Regions from separate parts of the Oryctolagus cuniculus genome. Here region 1 is linked to region 2. A link is a contact called in public Hi-C data. All regions are on one chromosome and are shown on one strand. Each heading gives the region's core, a stretch centred on a gene start, on an enhancer-like site or on the middle of the called end of the contact. The rest is flanking DNA. Distances are from core to core; before and after follow the strand shown.

Region 1 (4,463 bases), core at 1,562-4,061, 170 kb before region 2:
CTCATCTCATGATGGAAGGCAGGAGGTATAAGATGCAAAGGAAGTCAAGCATGTCCATTGTAATGGCGGTATGAATATGGAACTGTCATAACCTTGTCACCTCTTAAAAGTCCATCCTGTCAATTAAACTCCCTTACAATTACATTCACAAATTTCAGCACAAGTTTGGAAGGAACAAACGTTCAAACTGTAGCAATATATAAAGATAAAATGTACCACCTTAATCATTTTTATGTGTAATATAGTAGACAATGTATCATTTGGCACAGTGTTGTAAAACCAGTCTTCCAAGTTTGGGGTGGGTGTTGTAGCATAGTGGGTTAAGCTGCCATTTGGGATGCCTGCATCTCATATCAGAGAGCTAGTTCTGAGTCCCAGATCCATCAATTCCGACCTAGCTTCCTGCTAATTTAAACTTTGGAAGGCAGCAGATGATGGCTCAAGTACTTGGATCCCTGCCTTCCATGTGGGAGAGCCAGCTGAGTTACTGGCTCTAGGATTTAGCTTGGCCTAATCCCAGCTGTTGCATGTATTTATGAAAATAAAATATTTTTTTATTTTTTTTAAACTTTTATTTAATGAATATAAATTTCCAAAGTACAGCTTATGGATTACAATGGCTTCCCCCCCATAACGTCCCTCCCACCCGCAACCCTCCCCTTTCCCACTCCCTCTCCCCTTCCATTCACATCAAGACTCACTTTCGATTCTCCTTACATACAGATCAGTCTAGCATACATTAAGTAAAGATTTCAACAGTTTGCTCCCACACAGAAACACAAAGTGAAAAATACTGTTTGAGCACTAGTCACAGCACCAAATCCCAATGTACAGCACACCAAGGACAGAGATCCCACATGAGGAGCAAGTGCACAGTGACTCCTGCTGTTGACCCAACAGATTGACACTCTTGTTCATGGCATCAGCAATCACCCTAGGCTCTTGTCATGAGCTGCCAAGGCCATGGAAGCCCTCGGAGTTCACCGACTCTGATCATATTTAGACAAGGCCAGGGTCAAAGTGGAAGTTCTCTCCTCCCTTCAGAGAAAGGTATCTCCTTCTTTGATGACCCATTCTTTCCACTGGGATCTCACTCGCAGAGATCTTTCATTTAGTTTTTTTTTTTTTTTTTTCCCCCAGAGTGTCTTGGCTTTCCATGCCTGAAATATTCTCATGGGCTTTTCAGCCAGATCTGCATGCCTTAAGGGCTGATTCTGAGGCCAGAGTGCTGTTTAGGACATCTGCCATTCTATGGGTCTGCTGTGTATCTCACTTCCCATGTTGGATCATTCTCTCCATTTTTTATTCTATCAGCTAGTATTTGCAGACACTATTCTTGTTTATGTGATCCCTTTGGTTCTTAGTCCTATCATTATGGTCAATTGTGAACAGAAATTGATCACTGGGACTAGTGAGATGTAAATAAAATAATTTTTAATCTCTCAAAGTTTTTATCTGGCAAAACCGAAATACTGTACCCATTAAGTCACAATTCCCCATCCCTCCCTTCCCTCATTTCCCAGAAGGCACCGTTTTTCTGGTTTCTATGAATTTAATGACTTTAGATTCATGTAAGTGGAATTACACAGTATTTGTTTTTCTTGACTGATTTATTTCACTGAGCATTCTTTGTTAAAAATTCATCCATGTTGTAGCATGTATCAAACATTTCTTACTTTTAAAGTCTGAATAATATTCTGTTGCAAGTATGTGCTACATTTTCTTTCTCCATTCCTCTGTCAATGAATACTTGTAAGGCTTCCAGATTTTGATGACTGTGATTAATGATGTTGTGAACACGGATGTACAAATATCCTCTTGTTGATTTTCAATTCTTTTAGATATGTACCCAGAAATAAAGTTGTTGGATAATAAGATGATTCATTTTAAACTTTTCAAGGATCTACCTTATTGTTTTTCATAGCAGATGCACCATTTTACAGTCACCAACAGTGCACAGAGGTTCTAATTTCTCTACGTCCTTGCCAATATTTGCTGTGCTTTGTTTTGCTGAATAGCAACCATTAGGTTCAGTAGACTATTTTGAATACAGAAGATCACTTATAAGTTAAAGGATTTCAGTGTTTTTTTCCTGTGATTTAGCCATTTGCCATGCTTTATTACTGTCACTGTTTTCTTTCTTCTTTATTTCCTCCAAAAAACTCTTTTAACTCTCAGTTTTTTCACCTGAACCAAATGTCATTTCCATAGCACATTGGTTCAAAACTTGTGTGGTGCTTTCCCTAGAGATGACTCCAGCTTCCAACTCCATGATCCCTTGAATGATACAGTACATCAGCTGCTACTTATACAAGAGGAAGAACTCAGAAAAATGCATTATATCCTTAAGTCTTTCATTAAGAAACTATACAAATTATATAAACCATTAATATTTCAGCAGCTCACTCTTCTGTTTTGTAAGATAAGTGAATTACATTAGAAGATAGCAAAATTCTTCTGAATTCTTAAAAAAAGATTTAAAAGATTATTCTCTAATATACAGGATGATAAATCTAAAAGATAAAATTCAGAAGATAACATCCAGAAACCCAGTATATTCACCAAAAAAGGATCAAGAGTAAAATAAAACCAATTAGGTAAATAAAGATATAGGAATGTTCTGTAATGATTATAAACAGGAAAGTCAGCCAAATTAAAAAAAAAATGAGAACATGAAAATGAGAAAAAATGTGTGAATGCAACTTTAGAGAAAATAATCCTAAAAAAATTAGAAGGCCACAAGTATTGTAGAGGTAAACCTCAGAAGTGTTCCATACTGAGGTCAAAACCTAGGAAGTATGAATCATACTGGCAATTGCTTTGGTTGCTTACTTTATATCTTTTGTTCTGAGGCAACCGGGTTCATGGTTCCCTACCAATGAATTCTTACTGGTTATGTAATGAGTATCCCACTCAGATTTCAAAAGATTTTGAAGTCTCCAAAGTACTTAGAGAATGCTTACTCAAATTTATAATCTCTCAGAAATCCCAAGGGGCCTTTTTCTTTAGAATTATATTATCAGTATTCCCTGGCTGGTTTAGAATAATTTGTTGATTTATTTTTGTTAATAGTAGAATGAAAAATACAAATGCAATTATGGAAAAAAAAAAGTTCTGCCAAATTGCTTTTTCTTGGTCACAGTAAGGAGAGTCATATCATTTCCAGTCCTTAGGCCTACTAAACATTGCTGAATGGAAATAATGATTATAGGAGTAGACATTTTTAAAAGATTTATTTATTTATTTGAAAGTCAGAATCACAGAAAGAGGAAGAGAGAGAGGGAGAGAGAGATCTTCCATCAACTGACTCACTCCCCAAATGGCCACAATGGCCAGGGCTAGGCCAAGCCAAACCCAGGAGACTGGAGATTCACATGGGTACAGGGGCATGGACACTTGGGCCATCCTCTGCTGCTTTCCCAGGTGCATTAGCAGGGAGCTGGACAGGAAGTGGATCAGCCAGGTCTTAAACTAGTGGCCATATGGGATGCCGGTGTCACAGGCAGCAGCTTTACCCTCTATTCCACAGTGCTGGCCTCAGAGATAGATATTTGACCCAACAATGAAGGTGGCATTTGGGACACCCATACTCCAGATCAGAGTGCATGAGTTTATGTCTCAACTCCACTCTCAATTACAGCTTCCTGCTAATGTGCTCCCTCGGATGCAGTAAATGAGGGCCCAAGTGAATGGGTCCTGGTAGCACACATGAAGGGCCTGAATTGAGTTCAGGCTCTTAGTCTCTCAGTTTTGTTCTGTCCCAGCCCTGGCTATTGTGGGCCATTGGGGAGTAAACTTGTGAGTGGGAAATCATTCTTTCTCTGGCTCGCACATAAATTACATTAAAAAAATAATAGAGGTCTCTATAAAAATGAGGGTTCTCTGCATTTGTTTTTAAACATAAAAATGATAAAAAATACACCAAGTTACAATGTTTCCTATGAGCAGTGACTTTTTTTCTATGTTACTAATTGTCACAAAATTTCCCTACATAGCTACTTTTGAAATTATGGAATATAGCTGAGTAGTCAGGACTACTGGATGTAGTTAACATCATCATTTGTAAAGTAAGCCTTCATCTCTAACATAATTATAATCACTGATATTTTGTCATTTCCATGAAAAAATAGCTATGATATATCCTTTCTATGCAAAAATTCTTTAGTCTTTCATGTTTAACTAAAATATATTATCATTTAATTAACAAATCATGAATTAGAACACCAAGAAAAATATCTTGGGAATGTAGCTTATGATAAAATTGGATGATTTAACAAATAATTTTATGAAATCTTTAACACATTTTAATTTATCTGGTAACGAGTGTAAACAGAATTTAATGGCAGTAGAGTTATGAATTTATCATTTATTTGCTATAAACAATTTAAGGCTTGTATACTTCAATTGTAAGCCTTCCTGATGCAACAATTCAATCAACAGGATATACCATTTGAAAACATACT
Region 2 (4,514 bases), core at 663-3,162:
TAGAACACAAATAAAGAGCGATTTCAAGAACTATATGGGACATAGAACCCCTCATTATACAGTTTCCTGGAGCTAGGAGATTTTCAGGATTTTGTGTATTTATTTTGAAATGCAGAGACAGAGAGACACAGAGATTTCCCATCTGCTGATTCACTCCCAAAATGCTAGCAATAACTGGGGCTAGGCCAAAGACAGGAGCTGGAAACTCAATCCACAACTCCCAGGTAGATAGCAGAATCCAACTACTTCTGCCATCACCTACTGCCTCCAAGGGTGTGATGTACACTAGGAGGAAGTCGAAATCAGCTGCAAGCCCAAGCAGTCTAATACGGGATGTAGATGTTCCAAGCAGAATATTTACTGCTGTGGCAAATGCTTTCCCTAATCTTAAGGGATTTAACATGAGAATGTCTAAATATGATCGGACTGTTTTAGAACTTTTTGTGAGAAGGCTGAGAAAGCTGAATGGAAGAAGAAATTTGGATGCTATATATATATATATATATAGAGAGAGAGAGAGAGAGAGAGAGAGAAATCAGGAGGCTAACTGTTGTTTGTATCATAGGACAAAGTATAAGGGTCTGAATAAAGACATGGGCTGTTATGGAAGTTGAGAGGAAAGAAAAGGGCTAAGGGATGCTAACTCTTCCCTAGATCCCAATCCTGCCCATGTGCTCAAAGCACTTTTCCTCACATTTTTCACTACTTGTATCTCACATGTATTATTTGTTAGTAATCAAAAAACAATTAGCTTCCATTAGCATTATTGTGTTACTACTTCACATCAGGAAGATAGTGCATTCTATGCATTGCCTAACTGTTGCTTTATTAATAAGGAATCTGAGGCGTGCAGAGTTGAAGCAACTTGCCCAAGGTCACACAGCACGTCAGTAGCAGAGATAAGACCCAAAGTGCCTTTGTCTGAATCCAATGCTTGTGCTGCAACTTCTCACCCCTCACCCCTGCTTCCTGTTCTTTCAGTTCTCATCCTCCTTGAGTCCAGCCTTTTAATCACAGTCTATCCTCCTGCCCATTCTTAGAAGAAAACTTTAGTCGCCTCTACTCATTCCAACTGCTGTTCAGTCTATACATTGCCATGTAAAGCTGGTCTTGAATCTATAGTAATAGCCATCTTCTCACTAGCCATTTTCTCTTTAAATGTCAACCATTTAGTTCCTATACCTTTTAAATTGACTCACACTAATTATTTTCATGACATGCAAAACATTTCTCCATTCTTTCTTCTCTCGTGTCCATCAGAGTACTTTGTGTTATTAACCACTCCTTTATTCTTCACATTGTTTCCCCCCGTAAGTATTGTCACTCTCTTCCCCCACTTGCTCCTGGGTGACTCTGGCTGCCCTTTTCTGCTTGGCAGTACCCTCCTGAGGGAAGTTCTTCTCTGTCCTGTACATGCTGGAATTTGTTACCTTCATAAATGTATTTATTATTCTCAAGTTACTCTTTGTGTGACTATTTTAATTATCATGACAAAATGAAAATATCTATCTTCCTGTCTTAATGTCTCAACATTCCTTCAAGACCCGATTTCAAATCAGGTTTGAAAACTTCTGCTTCGGTGGATTATCAACAACATACATTTCACACAGCCACCCCAAACTTCCCTTCCCTGCTTAGCTGATCCCTTCCATGTCTCCTTCTGCAAGCCAACAAAGACCCTACATGGAAGAAATTTTTTCTGCTCCTGGTCTCACTCTTCTGCCCAAGCGCCATCCCCTCCAAGCTTAGAATTCCTTGTTTACGAAATTAACGCTGAGCTGACAGAATTACAGTCGGAGCCTGTGGCTGATCACTGGAGAAAAGGAGACCGGGTCCGCGGAGTAGCTCCTCCTGAATGCCTTTCTCAAGACACAGCTAGCACTCAAGTTCCTGGAGGGCAGGAACCTCTGTCCCCACTCTCTGCTGCGAGCCGCCGCCGGGGCCAGTGTGATTCAACCAGTAAACATTCCATTGAACCAGCAATTCCCCAGGCTCGCGCAGACTCTGGGAGTCCTCCTGGAGGGGATGACAGTTCTTGCGGGACACCCTTACAACGACACACAGGAGGATTCTAGAAGCGATAGGATGCAGGGTTTCATATCCAGTCTCCCTGCAAGCTTGTTAAAAACGCCACTGACTTAAAAACGACGTCCCTCATCCCCTTCCCAAGGGTCCTGAGATGGGAACTCAGACTGTGAGAAAGAAGAGCAACATCTCCACAATTTGACTTCTTGTTGTTGTCCTTTGCTTGTTGGGGAACAGAAGGAGGACTCCAAGCTCCCAAGCCTGTCTCTGCTCCCTTCTGTCAGCTTGGTCTTCAGAGCACTGAAGGAAACTCAGAAACAAACTTTCTGCCTCTCCGGCAGCTGACAGCCACACTCACAGAGCGGAGGCATTGGTCTGGGATCCAGGAGATAAAGATCGCGAAGCTTGGCGCCGCGGAGCGTTCAGGGGCAGGTGACACAGTTGTGGGTTTCTAGGAGCTGGCTTGACAGTTTCATCCCCGCCCCCTGGCAGCAGAGCACCCGGCCGGGCTTGCACACGCGCGCGCCGCGGGCCATAAAAGCAGCGGCCAAGCGGAGACGCGGAGCTCGCCCACCGCCAGCCAGAGCAGCTGCCTCACCATGCACGTGAACGGCAAAGTGGCGCTGGTGACCGGGGCAGCGCAGGGCATAGGCAGAGCCTTTGCAGAGGCGCTGCTGCACAAGGGAGCCAAGGTAAGCGCGGCTGCCCCCAGCCCCCGACACGCGTCCTGCCACCCGAGGGGCCCCCCCGAGGAGGCACCGAGGCTGCGCTCAGCGTGCCCACCTTGCCCCTTGCAGAAGCTGCCGCTGCTGAGCAGACCGCAAAAGCGGCTGCGGGAGAACTCGAACTTTAATTGCAGCGTTTCAGGTCCAAGAGGGGGAGCGTCTTGCCATCTGTTTTTTGTTTGTGCGTCTGCTTCGTGGGCTGCACGGGACTTCCATTCCTCTCCTGTCGCCCAATAGGTAGCGCTGGTGGATTGGAATCTCGAAGCAGGTGTCAAGTGTAAAGCCGCCCTGGATGAGCAGTTTGAACCCCAGAAGACTCTGTTCATCCAGTGTGATGTGGCTGACCAGCAGCAACTAAGAGGTAAGACAGGGGAATCGATGCATGCACTCTGAACACGCTGGGAGCATGCAGCAACCGGAAGGCAGCCAGCCAGGGAACCAGCCAGGGCGGAGGGCCAGGGCCCTACCTCCTGGAGAGCAAGCTACCTTAAGCTCAGAAAGACAGCTTGGACTGTTATTTTACCCACCGACAACACAAGAGCCATAAACACTAAGAGAAGGCAGGACTGCTTGAGAAATCCTTTCATTTTAGTCATTTGGCACTACATAATGTAATCAAAACTGTGTATGCAAAGACAGCGCTGCTACAATAATTATTGAGTGATTAAAAGTACAGACAGAACTTGGAAAGTTAAAGTAAGCTAAAGGACTGTGGCAAACAACTTCTCCCAGAAAACTGGAAAGACAGAGTCCAGTGAAGTGGGGGCAGCGTTTTTCTTTTAAGCGCATTAGGCTATAAATTCAAGGATCATCCTCACGGCCTTGCCAGATGTTTGCTCCGGTTTTTCCCCTGTGATATGGTACTTTAACATAATAACAATAATAATTATACAACGTTAGAATTGCGGAAGAGAAGTCTCTATCAGCCTTTCCTCAATGCTTTCCTGTTTCTATCTGCTCACTTAAAATAGAACAATCCGCTGGTGGAATATCTGGGACAATATTGGCAGAGACAATAAACAGTCTTGTTCATATGGAAATCCAATAGATTTGCATCAAAAATCATTTTTCAGAGGAAAACAGAAAGATAAAATGCTTATATTTCACTATCTTTTCCAAGAATACCAGATTAATTGTTAAGTTCATTTTTATTCAAGAGATCAGAAAAATTCTTTAAAAGTCATTCTGATGCTCCTTTTGTTAGAATGACACTGAGGTGTGAATTTCTTTTAAAATTGTGAAGTATTCTATAGGAGAATAAAATGGATTAGTGTATTAGAAGGGAGTGTACCTATAGTTAAGAGAAATTGTTTTAAAGAAAATTACATAATTAAAATCTGAAAATGCTGATAAAAATCTATAACATAGATTACAAGCAGGAAAAGAACACAGTGCTAGTGGAAAATATTTTGCCACAGGACAATTATGTTGATTGCACATGATGTTTTTGAATCAAGAATGAAATCCTGTCGAATCTATTCTGATGGAAATAGAGACAGTGTAAATCATGTGAAGGCCATTTCTCCTCCATGTATGTCGTCTCACATATGGCCACTGTTAGGGGCTCCATTGCTTTGCTTCCCAGTTTTTAAAATGAGTACCTTGGCTATAAACATATTCCTTGAGAATAAGTGATTGTGGGGGAGGAAACTCAGACACATAATAAATAACCAGGAGAAGGCATGTTGGTCATGAGAAATTCACATTTGCCTGGACACCAGCATTTATGTGCATCAAAGGAAAACAGCACTGATTCTTTTGGCT

The links. A called contact is a pair of places that touch in the nucleus more often than the background predicts.
Region 1: a contact with region 2 is called in a Hi-C map of an unstated tissue, with 1.8 times the contacts expected there. The contact joins the enhancer-like site here to the promoter of HPGD in region 2. A contact is called at or near these places in 2 of 6 Hi-C or Micro-C datasets (skin fibroblasts and an unstated tissue).

Annotation. Positions count from the first base shown.
Region 1 is chr2:57,138,064-57,142,526 of mOryCun1.1, reverse strand. The region is part of intron 5 of GLRA3 (glycine receptor alpha 3); the gene reads left to right. Among named protein-coding and RNA genes, the nearest start is that of GLRA3, 120 kb to the left of the region's middle. Within about 2 kb of position 2,811, at least 1 of the 8 cell types and tissues checked has an H3K27ac peak or open chromatin away from gene starts, as enhancers often do.
Region 2 is chr2:56,964,311-56,968,824 of mOryCun1.1, reverse strand. HPGD (15-hydroxyprostaglandin dehydrogenase) reads left to right here and starts at 1,912. Exons shown (of 7, transcript XM_002709322.5): 1 at 1,912-2,717; 2 at 2,988-3,111. The coding sequence starts at 2,625. It also overlaps the pseudogene LOC100349218.